Linked DNA regions of Macaca mulatta: region 2 is linked to region 1. Evidence: chromatin contacts called from public Hi-C data. All regions are on one chromosome and are shown on one strand. Each heading gives the region's core, a stretch centred on a gene start, on an enhancer-like site or on the middle of the called end of the contact. The rest is flanking DNA. Distances are from core to core; before and after follow the strand shown. Region 1 holds the start of RNF43 (ring finger protein 43). Region 2 holds the start of SUPT4H1 (SPT4 homolog, DSIF elongation factor subunit).

Evidence for each region. Hi-C and Micro-C count contacts between places; a contact is called where the count stands out from the background.
Region 2: a Hi-C map of cortical neurons shows a contact between it and region 1, with 2.6 times the contacts expected there. The contact joins the promoter of SUPT4H1 here to the promoter of RNF43 in region 1. A contact is called at or near these places in 3 of 14 Hi-C or Micro-C datasets (blood, cortical neurons and liver).

The regions. Positions count from the first base shown.
Region 1 is chr16:51,564,101-51,571,124 of T2T-MMU8v2.0, reverse strand. It overlaps RNF43 (ring finger protein 43), which reads right to left and starts at 3,327. Exons shown (of 10, transcript XM_077970954.1): 1 at 3,303-3,327; 2 at 2,624-2,805. It overlaps LOC106993976 (a long non-coding RNA gene), which reads left to right. Exons shown (of 6, transcript XR_013406447.1): 4 at 1,077-1,416; 5 at 2,688-2,781; 6 at 2,955-4,325.
Region 2 is chr16:51,631,881-51,638,904 of T2T-MMU8v2.0, reverse strand. SUPT4H1 (SPT4 homolog, DSIF elongation factor subunit) reads right to left here and starts at 3,227. Exons shown (of 5, transcript NM_001260659.1): 1 at 3,105-3,227; 2 at 2,441-2,547. The coding sequence starts at 3,173. All of the region lies in intron 1 of LOC106993976 (a long non-coding RNA gene), which reads left to right. It overlaps RNF43 (ring finger protein 43), which reads right to left. Exons shown (of 10, transcript XM_077970954.1): 10 at 4,739-6,042. The coding sequence ends at 5,999.

The DNA.
Region 1 (7,024 bases), core at 2,078-4,577:
TTGGATGCTAAGATGGATCACATTTAAGAATATTTTAACCTGTGTCCAGTAGCTACAGCAAGAATTGTTCTTTTATATGATAAATTTCAATCAATAAGCAACATCATTTTATGGAGTAAGACAGTGGAAAGACCATTAAAAAGGTACAGCCCTCTAGGTTCTGTCTTTACTATGGGGAATGAGCAATTGGTCTATGAAATGCTATGGCCCCAGTCATTTCATGTATGAATGAGTTACAGGCAACATTCACAGCCTGAAAGCCTAAGAATTTGTGTCTGAAAAACTTGGCAGATCAGTAAAAAATATGTTAAATTTAAATTCTTGAAAATGATAAAATTATGTGTGGATGAGGCCAAAGTGATCAGGAGGCAGGTTTACACCTTGTGTCCATTTTGTAATCCAATCCTCTCCATTTTGGGCTTAGCAATAGGGTGCCACACGTGGTGTAAGGCCAGCCATAGCATTCAAGCTTGACTGAATTTTAAAAGTGACACAGTAATCAAATATGCTCCAAGGGCATTCCAGAATTTCAGGTGCTGCTGACCATTAAAATCAACCTTCTTAGTGCTTACTTCAATTTAAACAGGATGTAAAGTACAATCCTCACGTCAATTAAATACAAGCTCATATACTTCATCTATCAAAAATTAGAGCCCAGAATATATCACTTAAAAAAAGGTATTATGTGTATCTAAGTAGTTATGCAATACCAGTTAAAAATAAGCAGATAATCTTCTAAAATATAGGATTTATGTATTTCTTCCAGAGTATAAAATAAGAATTTGCTTTAGAATGCCAATAAGGCAGTATCTACTCTTTCTATGAAATAGAAAGCTAAGCAGTAGAAGCCCATGTATGGTATTTCATTTGGGAGACAAAAGAAGAAAGGCATATTTCAAACAGATGGAAAGTGAAATATAATAAAGTTATACTTGCCTGCATTAATTTTCCTTCTGCTGGAGTTATTTCAGCAACACCAGCAAACACACCTTCCAAAGTGAGATTCAGTTTTCCTGTGGGGTCCATTTTCAAGGGGATCACTCTGATAATAGCTTTCTGTTCTGCTGATCTTTCAGACTCCACCGCTGCTGCCAGCACCAGTCCTGTGCGTCCAAAGCCTGCCTGCAGGGTAGCCATCAGCAGCCAGGGCCAGAGGGCAGCCAGCTGCAGCTGGTGGCCACCACTCATGCTACCAGCTGCAGCAATGCACTTCAACCATACATACTGCTTCCACTAGCTAATACCAAATGCAGGTTCTCAGATCCAGACAAATGGAGGAAAAGAACATTTATGCTTCAGTTTCAGAAAGCCAAGTCGTAGTTTTGGCCCTTCCTTTCTCTAAAGTTTATTCCCAAGAGCAGGTGGCATTCCTGATTGGGCAGAGAAGAGGATATTTTCAGCCCACATCTGCGGCAGGTATGTCATTTTCTCCCATCTTCACTGTGACTAGTAAAGATCTCACCACTTTTCTTTGGAATTTCCAACTTTGCTCGTGATTGAATGTCACATCGTGAATTTGTATTATGTCAGATCACTTGGCATTGCTCTTCCATATGCATCAAGTTGCCAGGCACTAAACCCAATGTTCATGAACAAAACAAGGCAAAGTAAACAGCTACGGCCATGCATCAAAGGTGAGAGTGAAGAACTCCAGCTCAGAAAAGGAAGAGATGGCCCTTTTTAAGCCATAATATGTGTCAATGGTAAATGACTAAAAACCACAAGGAGATTTTTTTTTTTTTAATGGAGGAGAAGAGGGAACAATAAAAATTTCAGGCCACACGTTGATGTCCAAAGATGCTACAACATGTATTAGAAAAATTTCCACATTAAACTGTATTTCGGTGTAGCCAGGGTTCTAGGCCCACTGCATTTACATACTTTTCATGAACTTAGACATACCATAATTTTTTATGTTTTACCAAAATTTGCCTATAAATTAGGTGCTAATTTATGTATCTTCACACATTACAGGATAATCCTGGGCATCACAACCTTTTCCAACTTTCATAATTAGAGTATTTGAAAAGGTTAGCTTTCCAATTATTTTTCCAGTTAAAATTCATATTTCTATCTCCGTTTTCTTTTCTCTCTTAAGGATTCTTGATTTTATTCTCCAGCTCGGAAATGCCGAACACTTTGATTTCCCATGAGATGCTTTTGGAAACTACTTTAATATCCAGATTTTATGATCTGTAATTTTCTAGGTTCATAAGAAAAACAAAGGACTATTCCTAACATGTTTTCCTTGAGGGGGTGGGGAATAAAAGGTAGGGAGAGCAGGGAGGCGATTAACCACAGGCTCTAGGTAGAATACCCTGAAAAAATACAAATAAGCTTGAGTAGAATAAATCTGTGCTATTTCCAGGCACTATGAAAATTTGGGTCTTTGTACAAACACAGAATAAGATTTTTAAAATGTGCACCCTTAAGTAAATAGAAATACACTTCACCCACAAAGCCCTCTGTGTTCCAAGGTCAAGTTTAAAAATATTATAAAGTCTTCAGAACAAGTGCTGAAAAGCCAAGCAATTGAACAACATGAACCTGTTATATAGATTCGTTTCTTTTGCTGAGGCAGAGGGAGGGGAGAAAAAAAGAATTTCAAAAGAAATCTGCAAACCTGTTGCGCTGTCGGGCCCACTGGAATCCACGGGGGTGAAACAAATTCAATTATGCTTTTACAGATCCTGCTCAAAAAAGGTTTCAACTGCTTAACCAAGTACAGCTCATTCTTCCACCTTCTTACTCTGCAACCAAACAAAGTGCCCCATACTACAGGTAGGTGCCGAGAAATTCCGCAGCCTGAAAAAATAATCCATGCAGGTCAAAGGCAGAAATTTACTCCAGGATGAGAGATGCTGTCCCCAAGAACTAGATTAAACACTTACAGAAAATCCAAAATCATTTCTGAAACCTCCTTTCTAATAAAAGTTCTTTTTTTCTCCAAACAGCATATAAAATGACCAAGTCTTGAAAGAGAAAAGGAGCAAAGTAGCAAATACATCAACAATTCACTATCAGAAACACAGAAAATCCCAGAGAGAGAAGGCAGTATCTCTGAATCATGGATGGACTTGGAAAGTTCGGAAGGATTCGAGTGCTTCCTTTCAGAAAGACAATTCTGGATCAACTCCCTAGAGCAGGAAGCCTGTGGTTTGTAATTGGTGTTCTAGCTCTGACTCCCTCCCCTGGGACAGCAATCACGCTCTCTACCTGCTGACAAAGTGAGGGTGGAGCTGCTAGAGGCAACCACCCCCCACCCTGCCCCCCTCCTCCTGGTGCGCACACACAACACTTACTTAACCAGACATGTTCTTTTGCTCTCTCCCCTCCCTCAGCTCCTCTACTCCCTCTATTGAGCCACAGCTAAACTGCATCCAATTTGATCCCCAGTACCTCTCTCTGGTACGCAAGCTACCACATGCAAATCAGGGCCACTCAAACATATCTAAGCAGACTCTGCACCCAACAGAGCATAGATGATGGTATGAGGAAATAAACAGAAAAAAATAAAGGTAATCCAGAAAAGAATGGACACAAGGTTTTGCAAATATAAATTCAAAAGGATTTCTGCTCATTCCAAGTTTGAGTGTCTATAAATGGCAGAAAGCCAGAATGAAGTGATCCTGTGCTTTAGTACTTACTGATTTACTGCTACTTATGTCTGCTACCCTGGGAAGGGCTCTGTCCATTTTATGCTTAGCTTTTCTTCAGCTCTTACTAATTTAAATTCAGTAGCTCTGTCTAAACTGTGCCTATATGGAACTTTCAAATCAGGGTCATATCAGAGGTCTGGAATCCAACTGTTACATTCTTTTCAATCTTTGAGAGGTGAAATAATACTATGGATCAGACCTATGCCTTCAATGTAAGACTCCAAATAAGTCCATGTCATAAATACAAGCAAAAGGGTAAAATATGATTAATGAGAAAAGCATAGGCAAAAAGAAAATGAATTTGTGGCTAATTACCACATTCATGAACTACAATCCTTATTACTACCTTGCCACTAGAAATAATACAACAGTTTCTAATACATTTATAACATTTGAAGTTTCAAATTACCAGATTATATTTGACGTGGTGAGACATTTTATTTCTGAACTGCTGCCATAAACTTTCAAAATTATACAAATGAACAACAATGTGGATATAGTTAAATCTAGTGAACTGTACACTTAAAAATGGTTATGGTAGTAAATTTTACGTGTTTCTTACCTCATGTACAAATGAATCTCTGATCATCTGTAAAATGCCGATGATAATAATTACGATAGGTCTGTTGTAAAGATTAAATGACATAATGCCTCTGAAAGCAAAAAGGATGAGTAGTCTACTGACCTTCAACATTGTTTTCCCTGTAGATAAGGTTTATGAGAGTAGTTTCAGAATTTCAGACCTAATAACTAACCAAGATCAAAGACAAATTTGAAAATAATTTTTTTGTTTATTTTTGTTGTTTGAAACAGGGTCTTATGTCACCCACGCTGGAGCACAGTTGTGCCATCATGGCTCACTGCAGCCTTGACCTTCATGGCTTCCCACCTCAGCCTCCAGAGTAGCTGGGACCACAGGTGCGTGCCACCACACCCTGCAAACTGTTTCTTCTTTTTTTTTTTTTTTTGAGACAGAGTCTTGCTCTTTTGCCCAGGCTGGAGTGCAGTAGCGCTATCTTGGCTCACTGCAAGCTCCGCCTCCCGGGTTCACACCATTCTCCTGCCTCAGCCTCCCAAGTAGCTGGGACTGCAGGCGCCTGCCACCACGCCCAGCTGATTTTTTGTATTTTTAGTAGAGACGGTGTTTCACCGTGTTAGCCAGGATGGTCTTGATCTTCTGACCTTGTGATCCACTCACCTCAGCCTCCCAAAGTGCTGGGATTACAGGCGTGATCCACCATGCCCAGCCAACACCCTGCAAATTTTAAAAAATTTTTTGTTGGGCCAGGAATGGTGACTCACGCCTATAATCCCAGCACTTTGGGAGGCCGAGTTTGGGGATCACCTGAGGTCGGGAATTTGAGACCAGCCTGACCAACATGGAGAAACCCGAAAAATAAAAAAAAAAAATTAGCCTGGCATGGTGGCGCATGCCTGTAATTCCAGTTACTTGGGAAGCTGAGGCAGGAGAATTGCTTGAACCTGGGAGGTAGAGGTTGCGGTGAGCTGAGATTGTGCCATTGCACTCCAGCCTGGGCAACAAGAGCGAAACTCCATCTCAATAAATAAATAAATAAATAAAATAAAATAAAATAAAATAAAATAAAATAAAACGAACGTTTTTGTAGGGATGGAGTCTCCCTATGTTGCCCAGGTTGAACTTGAACTCCAGGGCCCTAGCAATCCTCCCATCTAGGCCTCCTAAAGTGCTGGGATTACAGGCATGACCCACCATGCCAGGCCTAAAATAAATTCTTAATGTAGCACTTTTTCTGTCTTGTTTGGACTTTAAGAATATAATGCAGGTACAGCTGGCTGGGCATGGTGGCTCACGCCTGTAATCCCAGTACTTTGGGAGGCCGAGGTGGGTGAATCACTTGAGAGTTCGAGACCAGCCTGGCCAACATGACGAAACCCCATCTCTACTAAAAATACAAAAAATTAGCCGGGCATCAGTGGCATGCCCCTATAATCCCAGCTACTTGGGATGCTGAGGTGGGAGATTCTCTTGAACCTGGGAGGTGGAGGTTGCAATGAGCTGAGATGGTGCCACTGCACTCCAGTCTGGGCGACAGAGCAAGACTTTGCCTCAAAAAAAAAAAAAAAAAAAAAAAAAAGGAATAGAATGCAGGTACTACAGTAATCCCTTGGTATCCATGGAAGACTGGTTCTAGTACCCAGTGAGTACCAAAATCCAAGGATGCTCATGGCCTTTATTAAAATGGCTTAGTATTTGCATGTTACCTATGCACATCCTCCTGTATACTTTAAATCATCTCTGGATTACTTGTAATACCTAAAACAATGCTTATACATTCCTTAATTCTCATGGATTTAAAGTGTATGGCCTGTGGCATATTCAAGTTTTGCTTTTCGGAACTTTTGGAATCTTTTTTCCCAAACTTTTTCAATCTGAGGTTAACTGAAACCATGGATGTGGAACCCACTGATATGGAAGGCCAACTATATAAACCCTTTGTGGCTCCTTTCCTAAAAGATAGGAAGAGTTCTAATTCTGCTGGAGATAATTTTTTGAAATCTGTCATGGTTTACGATTTTATTCTGTGTATGCCATGTAATTGTATAGCATAAATAATGCAACATATACATTGTTATACATGATATATGCAAAAATACCTTTAAAGTTAAACTAAACAAAAAAAAAAAACCTACAAATGGGCTTTGCCTCATCTATTCCTGCTTAAAATGTGCAAAGGAATGAAGAGACCTAGCCCTAGTAATTAACACACACACTTAATTGACAGAAAGAAGACAGATACAAATGTGGTTGCCCTCTCTTGAGGAAACTCTGAGATTTGGAAATGATGATGATATGCATCATGAACCTGGAGACCTGGAGAAACTCAGAATCAAACCAAACAGTTCTATGTAGTTTAGTTCACTGTTTTAGGTCACCAGAATTGCAAGAGCAATTACTCTTCAGCTTCAAAGTTTTGGAGTTACCCTCTGGGTTTGATATACTACAACATTTTCCTAGACATGTCATAAAGATGCCATCACTATTGTAATGAAATGCCTAAGTCTCAATGACATCTACTAGCTAATCTTATACATGAGACAGATCATCCTTCAGGGTCTACTTTCACCTCTGGATTGATTAAATTTATTAAAGATCATTCATCCTTTTCCAAAAATGTAGGTTTCTGTAAAACATGTCTAAGAATTGTCCTTATCCTTAATGGCATTTAAACAATTCCATTGCTATTTAAATGGAAAAAAAAAAAAAAACTTTTAAAATTCAGATTATTTGAAAAACAAAGTACAATCTCATTTGAATTATGCTATTAACTGTCATAATGACTGAGTTTTCTATTAATCACCAATCAAACAGTAAGAACAGGCAA
Region 2 (7,024 bases), core at 1,978-4,477, 68 kb before region 1:
AGATATACAAATGGCTATAAGCACGTAAGAGGCTCAACATCACCCTTCATTGGGGAAATGGGACACCAAAGTCACACCCATTAGGATGGCTATTATTAATAAATAATAAGTGTTGGTAAGGATGGGGAGAAATTAGAACCTTTGGGCACTGTTGGTGGGAACGGAAAATGGTGCAGTTGCTAAACAGTATGACAGTTCCTCAAAAAATTAAACACTCAATTATCGTGTATCTAGCAATTTCACTTGTGGATATACAGACGATCCCTGACTTACCTTAGTTCAACTTATGATTTTTCAAATTTATGATTGTGCAAAAGTGACATGCATTCAGTAGAAACCGTTTTCAAATTTTAAATTTTGTTATTTTCCAGGCTAGCAATTCAGTACAATATTCTGTCATGATGCTGTGCAGCAGCCGTGAGCCACAGCTTCTGGTCAGCCACTGTAACATAAACGTTTTGAGCACATTTGAAGTAGGCTAAGTTAAGATATTCATTAGGTTAGGTGTGTTAAATGCACTTTTGGCTTATATTTTCAACTTATGATGGGCTTATTAGGTTGTAACTCTGTACTTGAGTTGAGCATCTGCACTGAACATAATAAAAGGAGGGACCTGAACACATATTTATATGCCAACGTTCACAGCAGTATTATTCACAAATAGCCAAAAGGCAGAAGCAACCCAAGATATCACTGATGGATGAATGGGCAACAGAACATGCTATACACATACAAGAGAATATTATTCAGCTCAAAAAAAGGAGGGAAATTCTGTTGCATGCTATGATATGAATGAACCTTGAAGACATTATGCTAAGTGAAAGAAGCTACAAAATGCTACTGAATGAGCCCATAGGTACCTAAGGGTGCCTAAGGTGGCCAAATTCATAAAGACAAAGCATGGCGGTTGTGAGGGATCAGAGGGAGGAGAGAATGAGGAGCTAGTGTTTAATGGGTACAGATGAAAAAAGTTCTGGAGATGGATGGTGGTGATGGCTGCACAACGAGTATGCACTAATGTCACTGAAATGTGTATTTAGAAATGGCAGCCGGGCACAGTGGCTCACGCCTGTAATCCCAGCACTTTGGGAGGCTGAGACAGGAGAATCACCTAAGGTCAGGAGTTCGAGACCAGCCTGGCCAACATGGCAAAACCCCATCCCTACTGAAAAAGGATAAAAATTAGCTGGGCATGGTGTGGGTGCCTGTAATCCCAGCTACTCAGGAGGCTGAGGCAGGAGAATCGCTTGAACCTGGGAGGTGGAGGTTGTAGTGAGCTGAAACCACGCCAATGCAGCCGGGTGCAGTGGCTCACTCCTGTAATCCCAGCACTTTGGGAGGCCGAGGTGAGTGGATCATGAGGTCAGGAGTTCAAGACCAGTCTGACCATCATGGTGAAACCCCGTCTCTACTAAAAATACAAAAATTAGCTGGGTGTGGTGGCAGGCACCTGTAATCCCAGCTACTCAGGAGGCTGAGGCAGAGAACTGCTTGAACCTGAGAGGTGGAGTTGCAGTGAGCTGAGATTGTGCCACTGCACTCCAGCCTGGGCGACAGAGCGAGCCTCCATCTCAAATAAATAAATAAGTAAAATGACTAAAATGGGCTGGGCGTGGTGACTCACACATGTAATCCCAGCACTATGAGAGGCCCAGGTGGGCAGATCACCTGAGATCAGGAGTTTGAGATCAGTCTGGCCAACATGGTGAAACTCCATCTCTACTAAAAATACAAAAATTAGCTGGGCATGATGGCGGGCGCCTGTAATCCCAGCTACTCAGGAGGCTGAAGCAGGAGAATTGCTTGAACCCAGGAGGCAGAGGTTGCAGTGAGCCAAGATTGCGTCTTTGCACTCCAGCCTGAGTGACAGGAGCGAAAAGTCTGTCCCCCCCCCAAAAAAGCAACAGCTTTTGGGCAATGATCTACCATTACTATACCTCCCTTCCCTTCATTTTCAAAAGAAATTTTCATGCATTTAACAAACATTATTAAGATTACATTCTTTCTTCTCATGTTAAGTCTTTGAAATATGGGGTGTATTTTATACTTAAAAGCATGTCTTAATTTGGACTAGACACATTTCAAGTGCTCAGTAGCTACATGTGGCTAGTGGTTACTGTATTAGATGCCTAGCACTAGTATGTCTCAAAATAACTGTTGAGGCTGGACACAGTGGCTTACACCTATAATCCCAGCACTTTGGGAGGTTGAAGTGGGAGGATCGTTCCACGCTGCAGTGAGCCATGATCATGCCACTGTACTCCAGCCTGAGCCACAGGGCAAAACCCTGACTCAAAAAAAAAAAAAAAAACCCCCACACAAGATAACCCCCAAAAACGAACGGCTGGGACCAACTAGGATTAACACTTGCCCTGCATTTACTTCTCTGGGTGCGGGTTGGGTAATGCAGAAGGGAATGACGGAATCTGAAGCGGCTTACCCATCAAAGGAAGAGCTGGTGCAGTCATATACCATCTCTCGGTTACCCTTCATTTGTAGATATGCATCACAATTGTCACAACCATCATATTCAAACTGGTCTATAGTCTAGGAGTGAAGAAAAATAAAGGAAAAGGAGAGATAAGCATGAACAAGACCAAGAGACAAAGTAGCTTTCTCAATACTTCGACCTGCTCAGTTTCTTGTTTCCCTATGTTGACTTTGTCTCCCAAGGTTCCCCACCTACTACTTTCAAAGCTCCATTCCTAAGTCCCACCCTCCCACTCCGTCCTCTCTTGTTCCCAATTCCGTTTTATCTATTCCTTTCTCTACTCTGCTCACGGTCAGGCACCCTTTCCGACTACTCACTCAGCTGCGAATCCCCACCCGCCTCTGACTCCCAGCGTCTTTCGGCTCCAACGTAAGTTCACCAAATGTCTAAGAGCTGAGGATTCAAAGGCATGTAAGACCCCCCCGTGCCCTCAGCTGCAAGACCTGCCCGCGATCCTACGAGGTAAACGATGGCCTCCTTCGGCTTCTCACTCCCCCTGCCACCTCTGAGTCCTGGGCCTTACTTTTCACTTTACTGTCCCACAGCCCGGTTCCGCCCTCTTTCCCCGACCTTGGTCCCCCATGGTCCCTACAACCAAGTCCCCGACTGACACCTTGACCAGCGAACACAGCAAACAGGCCCGCAGATGCCGCAGGTCCTTCGGCACTGTCTCCAGGGCCATCTTCTCCGATGGGAAGAGCAACAGTGAGATACACTGCCACAGGCTGCGCACCCGCAGGAAGTAAATAGCTCGTTACCCAGAATGCCCGCCACTTCTGGCGCTCAGACTTCCTCTTCCGGTGTGGGCGGGCGCCTGCTCCGCCCCTACCCCCGCCAGAGGAGATGGTTTCTCCCACCGGCAGGCGGGGAGGCGGGGCGGTTGGCCGCCACCTGGGCTGGGGCGCGTCCCCGCCACCTGAGGCCGCCAAGGGCGCGGCGGAGGCTGTGTAGGGTAGTTAGCGGGCCCCCGAGGGGCGGGGCGGGGCGGGGTGGGTGGCTGCGCTTGCGCGGGAGTTCGTCGGCTTGAGCCTCAGCGACGCGACGCGGGCCGTTTGATCTGGGCTGCTGGCACTGCGGCGCTGGTCCCGTTCCCGATGGTAACCCGAAGTTTTTTGTTTTGTTTTGTTTTGTTTTGTCTTCCCGTTTTAGAAGCACTGGGAGCAGTGAATCCACTGTCTCCCTCTGGATTATCTCTGCAGAGACCCGTAACAAATCCAGGGACAGCCCCACCCCTCCTTCCTAACTGCCAGAGCCCTATAGGGTTTCCACTTGCTTCCCACAGGAATGCTGGCCTGCGAGCTACGGCGGAAAACATGCGTATTTATCTTTTAAAACTCCGTCTGTTTGCTCGTTCCGGCTGATAATTTATACTTTGCGCAGTTCTTAGCACTTAGACACGGTTCCTTTACTAAAGAACATTTGTAGGAGATTAGGTGTCCTTTTTTTCCCTTTCATTTCACCGTATAGGAAGCGAAATGCCTTGTTCTACAGGCACCAAACCACCACCCCTACCAAACCTTTCTCGGGGAAGCAGAACGGGAACTTGTGCCGTGTGAGGAAGCGACAGAGGCCCCTTCTGGCCCTGGGGACTTCATGCCAGCAGAGCACCAGCTCTCTCTGTCCTCGCCATAGCCCGAGTGCAGGCAGAACGCAGTCATTTGTGTTTATCTGAGAGGAGCTTTGGGATATAAATAGTTTTAGGCCCCGCTGTTCTATCCTTCCAGCCCAGCCTCCTGATTGAAACTGAGCTGCTTCCGGGCAGGCTTGCTTCTTGTTGCCGGTCCCATGCTGTGTTCAGATGGGCTCTGTGACAGGTTTGGATGTTTTCTATCACTGAATAAAACTTTACACTTTGGAACATGTTTTCTATACTCGATTATCTCATGTAAGTCCTGCAACAACCATGAAGTAGGCCCATTTTATGGACTGAAAAAGCGAGGCACAGAGTATTTGCCCAAGGTCTAAGTCACTGAAGCATCATAATGTGTGAAGTGAACAGTATAATTATGACTGAATCACAGTGAGAATCAAGTCATGCTTTCTCCTTCCCTGATCTCACTAAGTCACACTTTTAGGGGCTTACAAACCAGTTCTTATTGCCAAGCCCTCTACTCTACCCTATCCTTTCATAAATCGGAGCCTAGCCTCTCATAACAGAAATAATTTATTTCTCTTGATGTAGAAAGAGATGAAGTTGTTACCCTGAGTGACAGTCATGACAGAAGAAAACCACAAGACCAGACCACATTTGTGGATAAATATATTAGCAAATAAATACATTTCTCAACATAGTGCCTGATTCAAGCGTCTGTCTGGTTCAGATATAAATACCCATGTGGGTGCCTAGGTGCTAGTCTCCCCACTAACTGAGGGAAGAAGGTTCCCAGGTGGGGTCCTGTGCCCACTTTGCCCCCATATTCACATTCCAAATGGGATAATGCCTGAGGGTCCAACAGTGGTCAGGCTGCCCTGGGGTGAATGTCACCCTGAGGAGGCCCCTCAGCTCTTGTCCACTCTGTAAGTGGCCTAGGCCAGACTTGTGCTCTAATCCACTCTCCTGTGGGTCCCTGGCCTATATGGCTTATACTGGGGAGCTGGGCCTCTAGGCTGTCCAAACCCAAGGGTCATACTTTACTTTTCCTTTGTTGTCCCCATTCTCCATCCTTGCTCTGAGACAAAACTTCTCCCAGAGAAGAACTCTTTGTTGTCCCCGCTCAGGTGTAATTCTGCCTTTTCTACCTTCATTCCATCCTTCCTCTGCCCAGAGGAAGTCCAGCAGAAATTTCTCCTTTCCACCTGCTCTGGGACTCTGAGACAGGAAATCTTCAAGGAGGAGTTTTCCCCTCCCAACTGTTCTTACTCTCAACCCCCAGAGGAACCAAGGCTGCTGTACCCACCTCAGGGATAGAACTCCACACTATAGTGGGAAAGTTTCAGGGACCCCTCCTTTTAGTGCTCAGGGCTCACCTATGGTCCTGGTCCTTTTGGCAAAAAGGAAAATGATAGAACCAGGGTTGCCCATGATGTAGCAGCCTTACTGTGGAGGGGCCAAAGCTGGTGTGCAGAGTTCACCCGAGGAGGGAGGTGATAAGGTGTCATGAGTTCTGCTGAACCCACTGGCTGGTATGAACATGAGGCCTGGGGTGAGGGAGACCAAGTAGGGTTCGGGGAAGGAGCAGCACCTTTGTAACACCTGGCTACCCATAGCTAGCTTTCTGCCTTCAAGGGATCCAGCGCATACACGCCACAGGCAGCAGCTGGTTGCCTGGCTGGACATGGATTTGCTGCACTGCAGATGTGTTCTGCAGACAAGGTCTGGAGCTGGAGCAGGAAACGGTACCCTCCCGCCCTCCATCATCACCAGTCCTCTTCCAGTGCTTCTAGGAAGTATGGCAAAAAGAATGGTGTTTGCTGTGGTCCTTTCTTCTCCTGGGAGCAGGACTCTGTGCCAGGTAGGGCCCAAACGCATCTGGAGCGCACTCTTGGTTGGAGCTAGGCCTGAGCATCTCACACAGCCTGTTCACACAGCTCCTCGAGTTCCTCCTCTGAGCCTGTATTTAGAGAGAGGGGAGGAAAGAGGTCATTGAGGGTCAGGTCAGGCACCTGCTTCTCTCACCTGCAGCAGAGTGTGGCTGGGAGGGGACTACAGGGAGGGAGGAGGAGAGACTGTGTCTGGAAAGGGTCGTTAGATTGAAAGCTAAGGGGGCCCCAGTTGGGACACAGGGGAGAGAAAAACAAATCTAAAGAAATATATATAGCAACAGTGTGTTACCAATACTTACTATTCATTTATTCACCCAATAAATATTTATTAAGCATTCGTTGTGAATTTGGTCTGCTACCATGTGCCAAACAGAAGACCAAAAAGAATAAGCAGGGACCTGGTAACCTTTTTGGAGAGAAAGTATGAAAGCAAATGGCCATTACGCCAGTGGGACAGGACAGGAGTCATGAGAGATGCATTAAGGAAGGAGAGAGACCAGGTCCAAGTGCAGCGATCAGGAAAGGCTTCTTGGAAGTGGGGATAAATGAGCTGATTCTGTAGGAATAGGTAAGAATTAGATTTATGGGAATAGAGGAGGCAGGAGTATATTCTGGGCTACAGGAACTACAAGAATCGTTTACCCAGTTTGGCTAAAGCATGGGCCTGGGGAAGGTAGGGAAGAGAGTAGAAAATAAGGTTGAGAAGGAAGCTGGGGGCTGGCTGGTGCAGGAACCTTTGAGGCCAAAGCAGGTTGGATTTTTCCTCTCTGTGGGCAAAACAGAACATTTGAAGATTTCTGGACAGTTTACTGTAAGGCAGATGACGCTGGCAGCAATAGGGAGGGTAGGTGAGCAGTGGAGCTGTGGCGCATAACTCTATGGGACATACTGGATGGGCAGCACTCAGTCTTCGAGGCCCTGTAAGAGGGAAGGAAAGAGCTGGGAGGCTCCTGCATGGATCTTTAGGGTATACCTAAGACACTGGCAGGGCCGTAAGTACTGGACTTGAAAAAACATGATAATGCTAGCTAAGATACAGTTAACAGAATC